Regions from separate parts of the Mus musculus genome. Here all the other regions are linked to region 2. A link is a contact called in public ChIA-PET and Hi-C data. All regions are on one chromosome and are shown on one strand. Each heading gives the region's core, a stretch centred on a gene start, on an enhancer-like site or on the middle of the called end of the contact. The rest is flanking DNA. Distances are from core to core; before and after follow the strand shown. Region 1 overlaps Calcrl (calcitonin receptor-like). Region 2 has its middle 80 kb from the start of Zswim2. Region 3 overlaps Calcrl (calcitonin receptor-like).

Region 1 (4,604 bases), core at 677-3,176, 360 kb after region 2:
AAAAAGCGTCCTCAAATGCAGATATGTTTTAAAACCCGGATGTCTAGGGTTGAAGAGATTAGGTAAGTAATAGAGAGCTTGCAAGACAAGCTTGTGCAAGACACAGATTTGACTCTCAGTGCTAAATAAAAAAAAATAAATAAAAGCAGAAGTTACTTAAAACACAGCTGGCTAGCCAGTCACTACATTATATAATGTACCCTTCTGATTTTAATTTTCAAACCAGCCATGTGTTTGCTTCTGAAATAACCTTTTCCGTCTTTATAAAGTTCGTGAATTTTGAAAAAGACCCCGCCCTTAGCTGCCCATATAGATACATATATGCATATGTATATATGTTAATCAGTATAATTTGTCAGAACACTAAAATGCAAATGTTTGCGTGCTACCTGAAAGCTTGCTTATTTTTTCACATATACTGCTTATTCTTATTCACATATGTGTGTGTGTATATATACATACATATATATGTATATATACACTTTACATTTGTTTTTTGTTATAAGTTAATTCTTAGTTGAGTTGCCTAATCCTAATATTGAAAGAGTATGTTCACTCTAAGGGAAAAAAATAGCCTCCAACTTCTATTCCTCTGCTTCTTAAATATCCTGAGTTATTTTAGGCACAAAGCCATATTCTTTTTCTTTGTTTATTTACCCAGTCACTACAGAGCTGCCAACAGAAGCTCCTTTTCCCACACATATCTTGATGCTTTAATATCCTAAACTGAAGCTTTGCAAAGATCAGTTATGCCTTAACTAGCACATGCATTCCCTTCTTGTAGTACATCAGACAAGCCATTTCTACTCTGTCAACACAAAAGATAAACATTATCCTCATCCTTCACAGGTTAGAATTCCTTTTTCACAGTCTTAAAAAAAATCTATTATAGAGGGGAAATGTTAATGTAAATGTCTCAAAACATGATGTTTTTTCTTTTATCATCATTACTTTTTTGACAAAACTTAAATCTTTACAGTAAAATTATTATTACAATTTACCAATTTGCTTCACATACAATATAGTCATTGATAGAGATGTGATAGTCTAAGGTTTTAATGGTACAGCTGAACCTGGCCCAAGATAGCCTACGCTGTGTTAAGACAAATCCAGTAGAAAAGTTAGTGGGATCTCAAAGGATTGTACCAAAGACTTTAACAGCCCATTGTCATTGCTCTTGATTACCCTCCAGATATGATGGTAAAACCCTGCTGATGAAGATCACACGTGCCTGAGTGACAGAACACAGAGAAACCAAACTGATGCTGACTTCATGCCAACTGTCTAGCTTTCTTAGCTCTGGGAATCACAGCAGCATAAGAGAAAGGAAATTATCAACCTTACCAGCTGTGAAACCTGTGAGCTACAAGAATGATTGTCCTGGCAAAGCATGCCCACTGGTACAGTAGTGGCAAACTCCTGCCTGGTACCAAACTAAGTCAAAATGTCATGACTATCTAGAAAATAATATGATTATTAGGCTAAATGGACACAGTAATAAACTGTAACCCCCTCCCAAGTTCTTATCTTTATAACCATATAGTAGTGTATCTCTCAGTCCTCAGCAGGAGAACTCGCTTTGCAATTAATGACTATTATTATACAGACTCACTATTAGTCAACAAGCAGAGAATGAGAGACTGGGAAACTCAACCTTGAATGGAGTATTTATATCTCAACCCTACCATTAAGAGGGGTTTGCAAGAAATAGCAGGCAGGAAAACTGTAAGAGCCAGAAAAGGTGAATGACGATCAGCAAACAAGACAGATCGCCATATGAACTGATTGTGACAGCATGGAGAAGACCTGCACCTGCTCAAGCTAACAGAATCCCAGAACGGAATGGAGGGAGTTGGCCAAGAAGTTTCACCACTGTCTCAGTAGCTCTTGGCAACTGATAGCATCTGGCAGAAAAAAAAGGATGTCTTTATAGGTGTGACCCTGTGTGGTTGACCTCACTCTGAGGGTTGGCCCCATACTCAAGAGTGTTTGAGAAACACCAAGTGGGTCAATAGGGAGACAGAGAAGGTGGGAGAGAAAGAGGAAGGAAGGGGAGAGGTTACAGAGACGGAGAGAAACAGGGAGAAAGAAATTGAATGGGCAAGGGGATGGGGTGGGTCTGAAAGGAGATTGAAGAGGAATGCTGAATGTGATCCAAATGTACTGTATTGATCAAATAATTCATAATACTATTTTCAAAAGGAACACTTGCTGTTCTTTCAGAGCTCCTAGGCTTGCTTTCTTCACCCATATCAGGCAGCTCACAAATACCTGTTACTCCAGTTTCAGGATATCTAAATCCCTCTAGCCTCCTTGGGTACCTGTATGCATGTGAGAATCATAAACTCACACAGAAGACAGACAGACAAAGTTAAACAAATCATTTTAAAATGATGTATATCCCTAAAATCTTAAAACAAATCTCCTGACACTGATTTTGTCTGTTTGTTCTTAATGTCTTAGAAATATTCTCCTTGGGTCTCCAATTGCTAATAGTTCAAGACTCTTAAGTTTGAATCTGACAATTAAAATGGAACATTGGGCTATATAAGAGTAAGCCTACATAAACTGAAGTTCTAGCAATCTTTTTTTTTGTATACAGTTTATGGAAATAGTATCATATATATATATATATATATATATATATATATATATATATATATATAGAGAGAGAGAGAGAGAGAGAGAGAGAGAGAGAGAGTATAATATATATTAACTTTATACAATATATTACTATAGTAATATATATAGTATAATATATATGTGTGATTCTACTGAAGTTAGAATGCTGTATATATATGACTTTAAAAACAAGGTGGCTATGGAGCCTCCTAATTTAACTCTAAGGCATGCTGGGATAGCCTTGAATGACATTGAGTTCGAACACAAGGCAAAGAACCCCAGTGGCTGACTTGCTTATCTAATGAGCATTCCAGGCAGAACAGCTGAATAGCTGTTAGAGAGATTCATTTGTGATTGGGTTTGGGATTTCATTTTACACTCTGGAGTATTTACTCATGGGAATAATCTTTCCATTGTGGGCATAATTAGCCATTTTCCGGTCATTTTAGCCACACTCTTTTTATTTGAAGAGGCAAGTGGCCAATATCAGCCAGATTAGTAAAAGGTGGGAGGGAGCTTAAAAAAAAAATGTAGCTTTGTGCTTGATGGAAAGCTCTCCACATCTGATGAGGAAAGAATTAATTGAAGTAAGATGTGACTGAACTCAGGTCAGGCAAGCAAAACCTCTGATTTAGGCTGTGTGAGGCATAGTTATATAGTCAGAGTTACACAGTCAGAATTCTTCCTTCTAGTGATTCTCAGAATAGCACATCTTCCAACTGGAGCTACACAACAAGCAGGGCATGGTTTCAGAACATTCTGACGTACTCCTTTACCGCACGTAAAGTTCAGAGCAGAGGAGGGACAGTCAGATAAGCACTACGCACTGCAGAGAAGTCTATGACATTATCAGAACCCTTGAATCTGGCACATTTAATGTCAGTTACAGTTCTAATATTCCTCATCAATATGAATACAAAACTGAATTTTAAGTTTTGTTATTTTGTTTTCTAAACATTTTTGAGGAATGTTATTGGAGTAGAAATTTCAAAGATTTTAGAACAAGAAAGCTCACTTTTCACTCTGGCTTGACTAGTATGAAATTGTTACAAAATGAGGTGACTATTTCTTTCCACCGAACACTCTAGATATAAAAGGACTTTTTTAATCAAAGTAAAAGATTATCATTCCTTGCCTAGTATATTCTGTACCCTGGAAATAATTCTTAGCTAACACTTTTAAATCCTATGGAACTATCAAGTGAGTGTTAAGGGGAAGTATATGTTCTCTGATGATCAATACTTAAAGTATGTCTGTGGAATATGTTAATATTCAACACAAAGAGTAAACCTTATTATTCTCTGAAGAAAGTATTTAAGGCCATTTTGTCTTCATGATTTAGGAAATACTCTTTTAGACTTGACATCAAAAGGAAGGGCAAGTCACAATGACAAAAAATAGATTGACTACATCAAAATTATAGATGCTTGTGTACAAATGGCGCCATTGTGGAAGAAAGGTTCTGAGGGCATCTCAGTGGTAGAAGAGTGAGCCAGAATGAGCAAGATCCTAGATTCAATGTACACACACACTCATACACTCTCACACACATACACACTCATATACTCACACAGTTACATGCATACACACTCGTACACACACACTCATAACTCACACACACACACACATTCAGACACACACACACATACACACAGGAAATGAAAACAAAAAGGCAACCCAACACAGAGGGACAAATTTGCAAATCACATGTGTGATAAGGGATCTTTAATACAAAAAGAATTTTTACTACAGAATAATAATAATAATAATACTTCAATTTTTAAAGGCTAAAGGATCTGAGTGATGACCAATGAGCGCTATGGTTGGAGGGCACCACAACAGAAAGAACTGAATTAAAGGGTCGCAGCACTAGGAAGATTGAGGAACACTGGTAATGAATTCAAAGTCAGCGAAGATATATATGAGCAGAGGGTAAAAAGCCCAGCTCTCTAGGGATAAAGACCTAGAAACACAAGGGCAAG
Region 2 (4,890 bases), core at 280-2,779:
AACATGACACATGCTTTACTCTTGTCTTAGCTGCTGGGGGAGTGGCTACCTAATCACACAGACCTTGTCTGCCCTTCTGTGGGTTCCTTGGAGGCAGCAGCATGCTGCCCAGCTCTCTCCGTGCATCTCAAATATGTTGGGTCCTATTGCCAACTCTGGTTCCTGAGGCAGTGGTATAAACTAGAACCTCAGAGGGCCTCTCAGGAAGTCACAATGTGAAATCTAGTCTCACCCTCTTCCCCCAACTCTCTAGAGAGAAGTGAGAAGCTGAGAGCTCCCTCCTGGTCATGTAGGTCAGTCAGAAAGGACTGTGATGAGGGTCCAGAGTGCCTTGCTGTCTTTGATGCAGCCAGCTCATACTTGCTTGGAATATAGGAATCTCTTAACTGGTTTCCAGATTTCCCATTTATGCAACTGGAGATTTGACGTTACTATAAAAGAGCAGGTATGAGAAATTCTTACTATTCTTATCTTGCTGATGTCATCCTAATGCTTATTTTTTTAATGGAAATCTTATATACTCTACTATACTTTGGAATTGAAAGACACATGATTCTATATACATTTAACAAATATTAATCCCTTTATGGTTATGATTTTCTATCCAAATTCTTATATTTTTGACTCATTTAATGAGTACAATTAGAAGTCAGCAAGCCTCAGAAGCACTTAGTTATTTCCTAAGGTGCAGACCTGTGTCCAGAGCTCTGTATGTCACTTGGAATCAGTTCGGGTACAAGGAACTTCGGGAATTATTTATCCTATTTTTTTCCTATAATATTAGAAAATAAAAAAACTTCTTAAAAAGGAAGACACAACTTACCTCCCAACACAAACTCCATGTGATACTGGAGAGTTGTATATTGCTGCTGGAATTGTCCTAGCCTGGCTGGTGCATAACAGTGCTCCTAGAACGAAAATCAGCAGTCTTGTTTTGTATGTCTAGTTCAATGTTTGTAAATAACAAATTTTGAACTTATTGTCAACATTTCAAAGATTGAGTTGTTTTATACAGAGACAAACATTCTGGAGTTCTCTTAATAAGCTGAAAGTCTGTAGGACTAGATTGAAACTGTCTAAGGTAACGGCGGTTAGAAATTAAGTAGAAGGCTGGAGAGATGGTTCAGCAGTTAAGAGAGCTTCTTGCTCTTTCAGAGGAAGAGTCCCAGCACCAATAAAGCTGCTCAAAATTATCTATTCCTCCAGGGGAGCCAGTCCCCTCTTCTGACCTCCAGTGGCACCAGGCACACATGTGGTATACAGACATGCATACAGGAAAAATACCCTTACACGCACACGCATACGCACACTGGACCCTACTGTTTTAAAGTTTATAAAATTTTGCATTAGTCACTGTTCTTTTTACTTAATGGAGTTCAGACTTAGTTTTCCAATAATTATCATGAGAATATTGTTCTGGTGAGAGTAATTTACGGCCTGGTATGCTTTTCTTACTGCCTACTGCACTGTACCTTTAGAAGAGTGTCATTGTCTGGAAGGACTGATATTTGCAGAAACAATTGTCTCATGCCACAACACAGAAGATTAGCAGTGACAGCTTTCTAAAATATATGCTTCCTACCGAGGTGGCCTCCTCAACTCACTTCCTTTAATGATGTCTGGCGAGGATCTGATAAGCTTTATTGTACTTCTCTCAGGTCAAAGGGCACTGTCTTCCCCTTCACTCTAGCAGCCAGCAACAAAACCTGGCATGTGTTATCACCACCACACAGGAAGCTGTGGCTGACTGTGTTCAGCTGAGCACAAATACAGGAAAAGTGTCCACAGGTTAAGGGCTGGCAGAGCTGTGCTAGGAGAATATTCTGCTAATAATATTGCCCATGGAATTGAAGATAGGCAATCAGAGTTTAGCATCAAGTACCTAGAAGTTCATAGTGAGGTAATGTATGAATTCTCTATAATGATGTTCTGAGACAATAAAGAACAAATAATAGGGAAATTAAAAACAGCAACAATAGGACGTGCTAAGGTTCCTCCAAAAATACAGTAAAAATGTTCTTAATAATTAAAATTGCTCCCTTATGTTTTATATAATAAAGAACAGATATTTCAATAATAGAAAGGGGATTTCCATGTTGTGGTTATGCTTGTGTAATGAATTAAAAAATGGTGCTTGCTTTCCTCAGAGTAGTTCGTGCTGCCTTAAGGATATTCATCTTGTTCAACTTTGTTATTTGAGTCATAGTAGGTATATTCCAGAGTTACCTGTCAATATAGTTTTATGATTTGCTGAAGTATGAATGATGCTTTTCTAATCCTTTCTATTGGAAAGATTAAAAATGACTTGGCTGTCGTTTTCAAAATTGATGCTCACCTCCCTTATGGAGTTTTAACCGGAGCTCACCAATGGTGTTAGCCTGGCTGACTGGAAGTCCTAGGGATCCTCCAGTTGCTGTGTCCCCAGAGCTGAGCTTATAAATAAATACTACTATGCTCTGCATTTGTATGTGAGTTCCAGGACTTGAACTTGGGTCCTCATACTTGCAAGTCAAGCACTTTACCAAAGGCACTAATCTCCTTAGTCCTTAAAGACCACCTTCCTTTGGGGTATGTTACATCCTTACCTGGGCAAAATATAATCTCCACATGTCTAATTGTGTGTGTGTGTATGTGTGCATGTGTTGTTTTGTCAACTTGACATAAGTCAAAGACATCTGGAAAGAGAGAACGTCAATTGAGAAAATACCTCCATCTGATTGATCTGTACCAACCAGAAGTCTATGGGGCATTTTTTTTTTTTTGATTAATGATTGATATGGAGAGTCCAGGTCATTGTGGGTGGAGCCACTCTAGGCATGTAATCCTTGTTTGTATAGAAAGAATGGCTGAGCAATCCATGCAAGCAAACCAATTAGCATCATTTCTCCATGGCTTCTGCTTCGGTCCCTGCCTTCAGTTTCCTGCCTTGAGTTCTTCCCCTGACTTCCTTTGATGACTATAAGTTGAAGGCGGAGGAAAGAAACCTTTTACCCCACTAAGTTGATTTTGTTTCTTGGTTTATTATAGCAGTAGAAACCCAAGATGTGTAGTTTCTCTAAAGAAAAGTATCAGCTCATGAGTCCTAAGACCAAGCACAAAGGAGATTTATTTACCCCAGAAGGACAGAGGGTAGGGAATAAGAGACAAAGTCAGGAGATAGAGGTCAAGGGAGAAGAGGAAGGAACAAGGGAATGAGGGAAGGGATATTTGTTCCAAAGGACAAAGGGCTTCTTCTGGATAGAGAGGAGATGGGTGTGGCACATTAGAAAATGGAGGTTTATAAAGGTACAAGGGGAAACACCATGTGAGGATGAGGTGTTTAATTTTAATTTGGAATGTTACTTAGGTGAGCCAAAGGGGGCTTTTGATTGCTGAACTTTAATACTTTGAGAACTCAACCTTAGTAGTCAGCGTCAGGAAGAGGAAGTAGCTAAAGAAGGGAGTAAATAGGTCTTGGTGGCTAGCTTAATGAATGTAATCTAATGGTTTTTAAGAAGGCAGAAGGAATGATAGAGAAGGGTAAGGCCTGCCATAGCCACACTCACCACACTAGAGCTGGCCAGAGTCCCTTCAGTATCTCTCTAGGGACCAAATAGAGCTGTCATAGTCACACACTGATTATGTACTCATGAGCCATACACCAAATACCCGAGTGCTCATTTTATCTTCATCAGTGGGAGGTTGGCCTCCTTTCAGGAGCATTACTATGGGCTCTTGGATACCAAGAAAGGAAGTGTGCTCATTACTTTCTTCTTTCTCCTCTTTCCATTTCAACCTTCAGTCCGGGTTGTGGTCTTGGGTACAGTCTTGTTCATGCTAATCAAGTGTTCCACCCCTGAGCTGCACCCTGGGCCTCGCTCTTCCTGTTGTTTTTTACCATCTACTCCCATATCTTTATTTGTTTAAAGGTGACAACTTCAAAACCAGCTTTAGAAAAATACTAAATATTTGAAGCTATTCATATGTATATATATATGTGTGTATATATATACACACATATATATATGCATATATACATATGCATGCCACAGGGGATAATATGAAACAAAGAGGTATCTTTATCCCCATAGATATAATGACATCCTCATTAATTTTATTATGACAACATTTATGTTGACCTCAGGATTTTATCATTCTCCAATGCAGGTGAAATGAATATTTTCTTATTTAAGGCCATATTTATAAGAGTTTCCCATTGACTAAGTATAGTTTAATGCTTTTCCTCAGCTAATTATTTTTTTTGAAAAGATGCAATATAAGAGAGAAGACTATTAGCTGAGCTTGATTGAAAACAAACCATTTCTACGTGGGAAGAGAATAGTGAACAATCAAAAGGCTTACTAACATGTTACTTAGTTCATTTTACTTTATGTTGGTCTGATGCTGCACAAGCAACAAAGGGTCTTTGCTGCATCCAGATGTTACAAAACTGCTGAACTTGAGTCTGAGCGGCCCAGGAGAGTCATTTGCCTGCTAGCGCTGCCCTCCCTATGGCCTTGTAGAGATCAAGGGAAGCACTTTGGCCTGTCTAGAACCAGACTGAGAGTGTCTAGTGCTAAGCTGTAGAGCACTTTGGCAAAAACTTGGGGAATTATGCAATCACTCTGTTTCTTTTTCCCAGCTTTTCCCTCTCAAGATCACATGCTTAAAATTGGGCCATGCAGCTGTGTGTGGGTGGGGTGCTTATACTGGAGCTCTGAGTTTGTGGGTGCAGGTCAAGGGTACATCATTTCCTCTTCCCACTCCAACCCTGAGAAGCTTGAGTTCTGCTGGTAACCTGCTGTTCTTACCCTGATGTTGAGGAAGGCTTTGCTTTTCTCTGGGCTCCTGTATTTGTTTGTAGCTAGCAGCTGTCAGATCATGTGAAAAATCTTCCAGTAGCTTGCAGGA
Region 3 (5,086 bases), core at 1,872-4,371, 320 kb after region 2:
CACATGGGCACACACACTGTAGAGTCCATTATATATTGGTCTACTACTTCTGAACATGATGCCTGTCGTGGAGTGGTTGGTATACTGTCACGGCACTGGCAAAAACTCATTTTCTTCCTCCCAGCAAGGATCAGTTAACAGTTCAGTTGTTAACCTTTACCCTAGTGGCTAGATTTTCATTCATTCATTTAAAATATAATAAAATGAAATAAAAATGATCACATCAAAGTTGGACAAGACAAACCAACAGAAAGAGAAGAGCCCAAGACAAGGCACATGAATCAAAAAGGCTTCATGTTTTGACACTTTTCAAGTAGTCAAGAGTGAAGCCAAACCTATATGTAAATTCAATATAAAACTTGTCAAGCTGCCCTCTTGAAGGCAGGCATGCCTTACCTGAAAGTGCATCAAAATGTGCATGACATAGTCATACACCTCCTCTGCAACCTTTCCTTCAGGCCGCCACGGAAAAAGCACAAATTCAATGCCAAGTAGTGGTACCAAGATGAGAGTAGCTCTTACGGCTTTCATGTAGAGATTGGATTCCACTTGGTGTGTAACTTTCAACTTGGTGATGAGAACACGTACAATATTTAATAGGAAAAAGAGATTTACCTAAAAAGAAAATAAAATACCATCTAAAAGTCCATTTGTGTTTACTATGAGAGCCAGGCAGTGGTAGAACAAGCCTTTAAGCCCAGCACTCAGGAGGCAGAGGCAGGTGGATCTCTATGAGGTTGAGGCCAGTCTGATCTATTGAGTGAGTTCCAAGACAGTCAAGGCGTCACAGAGAAACCCTGAATCAAAAGCATAGATAGATAGATAGATGATAGATAGATAGATAGATAGATAGATAGATAGATAGATAGATAGATAGATAGATAGATAGATAGATAGATGGATGCATGGATGGATTTAAAAAGAAAGAAGCTTATATGGGAACTCCAGTTTTATAAACTTAGACTATTTCATATCCAAGAACTAAAGGTACATTTTTGTAAGACATTAATTAGTGAGTATAAAGTAATGCTGTTCCATTTATAGGTACATAAAGTTTAGTGAAATTAACTTTTAGGAAAATAAAATTATGCTAAAATTATTGTAGAGCATAGTCAGGAAATATTTTAGTCATTTTAAGCTCATTTTCTATGTAATATTTAAGATTTGTCTATTATTCCATTTCATGGTCATAAACACTTTTAGCAAAAAGGAATTATTCTTAAGAAGTGTTATTTTTTAATTATTAATTTTATGACTGTGTGTGTGTGTGTGTGTGTGTGTGTGTGTGTGTGTGTTTACGGATGAAAGTTAGAGGAAGTTGTCAGATACATGGATACATGGAGCTGGAATTATAGGCAGTCATGAGCTGCCTAACATGCAGGCTGGAAACTGAACTCTGGTCCTCTGGAAGAGTAGCAAGTGTTCTTAACTACTAAGCTGTTTCTTCAGCCTCAAAAAAATGTTAATTTTTAAAGAATCAGCTTTCCATCAGTGTCTATAGAATGTGCTCTCCAAGAGTGTATTTTGCCAAAATAACTATTTTTACATATTTGTTTTGTCTTCCTTTTTGTAATAATCTTAGTAAAATTTTTCTATATGACCATTTCTCATAGCAGGTACCTGAAATACTACTGTAATTTCTCTTTATGCTTTTGGATAAAGCAAATGCAACTGAGCCAGCTGATACTCAAACTAAACTATACTAGAGAAATAGTCTTTAGCTTCCCACAACAACTTCTATAAATAACTCTCTGTAATTACAATTTACTATTTATTTGTTGTGTCATAGCAACTTTCCCCAAGAGATAACATTGTCTTTGAAGGGATTCACAGAACTCTGAAAATGGAATTTGACTCAGCAATTAAGAATGTGCCTTATGAATGCATTAATTTCAATTCGTCTACACCCTACCGTCCCTTTCATCCACTTTCTCTTTCTTCAAACTCTATTTCCTCTCCTTTTATATTGACTACTTTAAGATTTTTTTCCCTGTTCCTGTGATAATATACTCTGACAAAGTAATGTAAGAGTTTATTTTAGCACATAGCTCAAGGGATAGTCTGTACAAAGAAGGCATCAAGGTAGCAGGAATCTAAAGCAGTTGGCCTCATTCTATATTCAGTCGGGACTCAACAGCATGGAATGTATGCTAGTGCTCAGCTTACTCGCTCCATTTTAGACTGTCCAGGACAACCTGGCTATGAAATGGTCTTGTCTGTGATGAAAGTGTGTCTTCCCACATTGATTAAGGTAATTAAGAAAAATCACCTACCAGCATACCTTTTAGATGATTCTAGATCCTGGCAAGATGACACCTAACACTGACCACTATCTTGACCTAAAGGCAAACTAAATTTTGCCCATTTCCTATGGATAATTCTTCATTTCGTCCAGAAATGTCATATTGGGCTAACTGTTGATTTCTTTCCTTTTTCTGTGACCTTTGACTTCTGTAATATCTGTTCTTTGTTGAATAACCTAATCATGAAATTTCATACAACAAAACTCTATATACTTTAATAAACTCAAATAATGAAAGTTCATCTCTCATCAAGGCAAAAAATGAATAAATCACATATATTTTTTTCTTAACATGTGTTATGAAAACAAGTAAGCATAAAATTATTCCACTGCTAAGAGAATTCAATGTAACACAAGCTTTAAACTCATATAGCTAACCAGACTCCTGATGAGAACACATTCGTGAGAAGAACACATTGACAGACATTGGAATGCCATGCAGACAGACATAGAGAAAGCCATTTGACAGGTGGGACATGAACAGTGACACAAGTCAGCATGCCAGTTCTATTTCTGACCCTCTAAAGAGAGTTCCCTCTAACATATAGAAGGAGCTTTTTTAAAAAAATAAAAATTACTACCACTTCCTGGGCAAGTTGGATGATAACTTATTGTCCACTTATGAATGATCTTTTATCCATTTATAAGTTATAGATATAAATTGTATTACAAAGTATTTAAACATCCAAATATACAAAATATCACTAATTAATAAATGGTAGAAATGTGGCAGTTTAGATCTATCTTCCATGGAAGAACAGTTAAATACAAAGCCTGTCATTAAAGCTGTCATTGTGGCTTAAAACGTGAAGCTATAACTGAAGAGGAAGCTAATGTTTATGTAAGCTTCTCTCTATATATAGCTGGGGCAGGGTGAACTGGAATCCATGCTCTATGCAATTTCCCACATCAATATTATTTTAAGCAATAAGTAGAAGAACTTTACATTTCAGATGAATCCCATTTGAATTTCCTCTGACTTAAAACAGACCTGATTAACAGATTCCTGATTGTTTTTTTTTAACTTATGTGTTTGGCAATTTTGTGACATGACTACTCATTCACATCATTCCCTGACTCTCCCCTTCCCCACTGTAACTTCTCTCAGGTAAACACCCATCCCCACACCCCCCCAAATTCATGGCCTATTTTTATTTAATTATTGCTGTTATATGTATGCATATATTTAGGCACACATATAAATATCTAAATGTGCCAGCTTAGTCCGTTTAGTGTTGCCTGTGTGTGTGTGTGTGTGTGTGTGTGTGTGTGTGTGTGTGTGTGTGTGTGTGTGTGTCTGTGTGTGTGTGTGTGTCTGTGTGTGTGTGTGTGTATGTCTGTGTGTGTGTGTGTGTGTCTGTGTGTGTGTGTGTGTGTGTCTGTGTGTGTGTGTCTGTGTGTGTGTGTGTCTGTGTATGGGGCTGAGTACTTGGTTAGCCAATAATGGTTGATGTTCATGCCTGGGAAAGATGAAGAGTTACATATAATTAATGCCTGCTGAGAAACATCTTTTTACTATGATAGCCATGATGTTCAATAGCTGGTAGATATCACAAGATATATTCATATCACCATAGTGCCCAGGGTCATAGATAGAAGGAAGCAGAACGAGCCAGTACAAATGCTACAGGAACACTATTGGAAGACTTTCACACAAGAATGGCCAGTAATTCCTTACCTAAGCCCTCAAGTGACCTAAACTCTCCTAGCTCTCAAATTAAAGGCATCTTCTCTCAGCAGCATCTAAATGTGCTGTATTTGCACCAGTGCCTACTAGGAGGGTGGGATGTGAAGGAGGAAGTGGGAAAGAATGGATTTTGCCAGCTGCAAAATACCACTCTTAGAAAGTGTAATTGCCTTAGAATCTCTCATGCTCTATGGAAAACATGCTAATTTGTATTAATTTATTGTTCATTGAAATAACATAATGAAAGCACTAAATATGACTTTTGTCGCCAAGGGCAAGGACCCTCAATACGCACAATTCCAGACTTATCCTTGGCCAGAATCAGGGAGCGTTCTTAGATTCCTGGTTAGGAATCCAGGAAGGAGCTCTAGTTACTGAATTCTTCCTAAAAGACCATCCCTGACTCCAGACTATACATCATCCTGTGACCCTAAGTCCAGTCCAGACACTAATTACTTCTGATGAACAGAACTGCATGTCTAGATTTTCATTGTGAAAATGGGTTGTATTTACTCCTCAATTTCAGCCTATTTCGTAAATGCTTTTAGGGACTCTTAGTTTAGGAATATTGTAGTTTTGGAGGCCACTGAGGCTGGGGACTAGGGCTCTCTCAAGACTTATTAAGGAGAGCTATTTCCTCCAAGACAGGAGATCTCTCTCTCTATGTGTGTGTCTCTCTCTGTCTCTATCTCTCTATCCCTTTCTGTCTCTGTCTCTCTGTTTCTCTCTGTCTCTGTCTCTCTCTGTATCCCTCTCTGTGTCTATCTCTTTGTCTCTCTGTCTCTCTCTGTGTCTCTCTGTCTCTCTGTGTCTCTCTGTCTCTATCTGTATCTCTGTCTCTGTCTCTCTGTCTCCCTCTCTGCATCTATCTCTCTGTCTCTCTCTGTCTCTCTGCATGTCTCTCTGTCTCTGTCTCTCTCTCTGTCTCCCTCTCTGTGTCTATCTCTTTGTCTCTCTGTCTCTCTCAATCTCTCTGTCTCTGTGTGTGTCTCTGCCTGTCTCTCTCTCTTTGTCTCTCTCTGTCACCCTCTCTCTGCATAGAGACATGACATAAGAGCTAGTCTATCTGAATCTGTCAGTCACCTGGGCACACACCA

What was found. Hi-C and Micro-C count contacts between places; a contact is called where the count stands out from the background. ChIA-PET counts read pairs in DNA pulled down with a chosen protein or histone mark.
Region 1: an RNA polymerase II ChIA-PET map of memory CD8 T cells shows a contact between it and region 2, with 8 times the contacts expected there. The contact joins two enhancer-like sites. A contact is called at or near these places in 1 of 484 Hi-C or Micro-C datasets (bone marrow-derived macrophages) and 2 of 115 datasets of contacts at active chromatin or transcription factors (memory CD8 T cells and neural progenitor cells).
Region 3: a contact with region 2 is called in a Hi-C map of the HPC-7 cell line, with 1.8 times the contacts expected there. The contact joins two enhancer-like sites. A contact is called at or near these places in 4 of 484 Hi-C or Micro-C datasets (the HPC-7 cell line, myeloid progenitors, myocytes and 1 more).

What each region holds. Positions count from the first base shown.
Region 1 is chr2:84,382,080-84,386,683 of GRCm38.p6, forward strand. All of the region lies in intron 2 of Calcrl (calcitonin receptor-like), which reads right to left. Among named protein-coding and RNA genes, the nearest start is that of Calcrl, 41 kb to the right of the region's middle. Within about 2 kb of position 1,927, at least 25 of the 459 cell types and tissues checked have an H3K27ac peak or open chromatin away from gene starts, as enhancers often do. A contact at or near this core is called in memory CD8 T cells, where this site is marked.
Region 2 is chr2:84,018,487-84,023,376 of GRCm38.p6, forward strand. No RefSeq gene overlaps it. Among named protein-coding and RNA genes, the nearest start is that of Zswim2, 80 kb to the left of the region's middle. Within about 2 kb of position 1,530, at least 61 of the 459 cell types and tissues checked have an H3K27ac peak or open chromatin away from gene starts, as enhancers often do. A contact at or near this core is called in the HPC-7 cell line and memory CD8 T cells, where this site is marked.
Region 3 is chr2:84,338,815-84,343,900 of GRCm38.p6, forward strand. It overlaps Calcrl (calcitonin receptor-like), which reads right to left. Exons shown (of 16, transcript NM_018782.2): 14 at 397-615. Among named protein-coding and RNA genes, the nearest start is that of Calcrl, 84 kb to the right of the region's middle. Within about 2 kb of position 3,122, at least 5 of the 459 cell types and tissues checked have an H3K27ac peak or open chromatin away from gene starts, as enhancers often do. A contact at or near this core is called in the HPC-7 cell line, where this site is marked.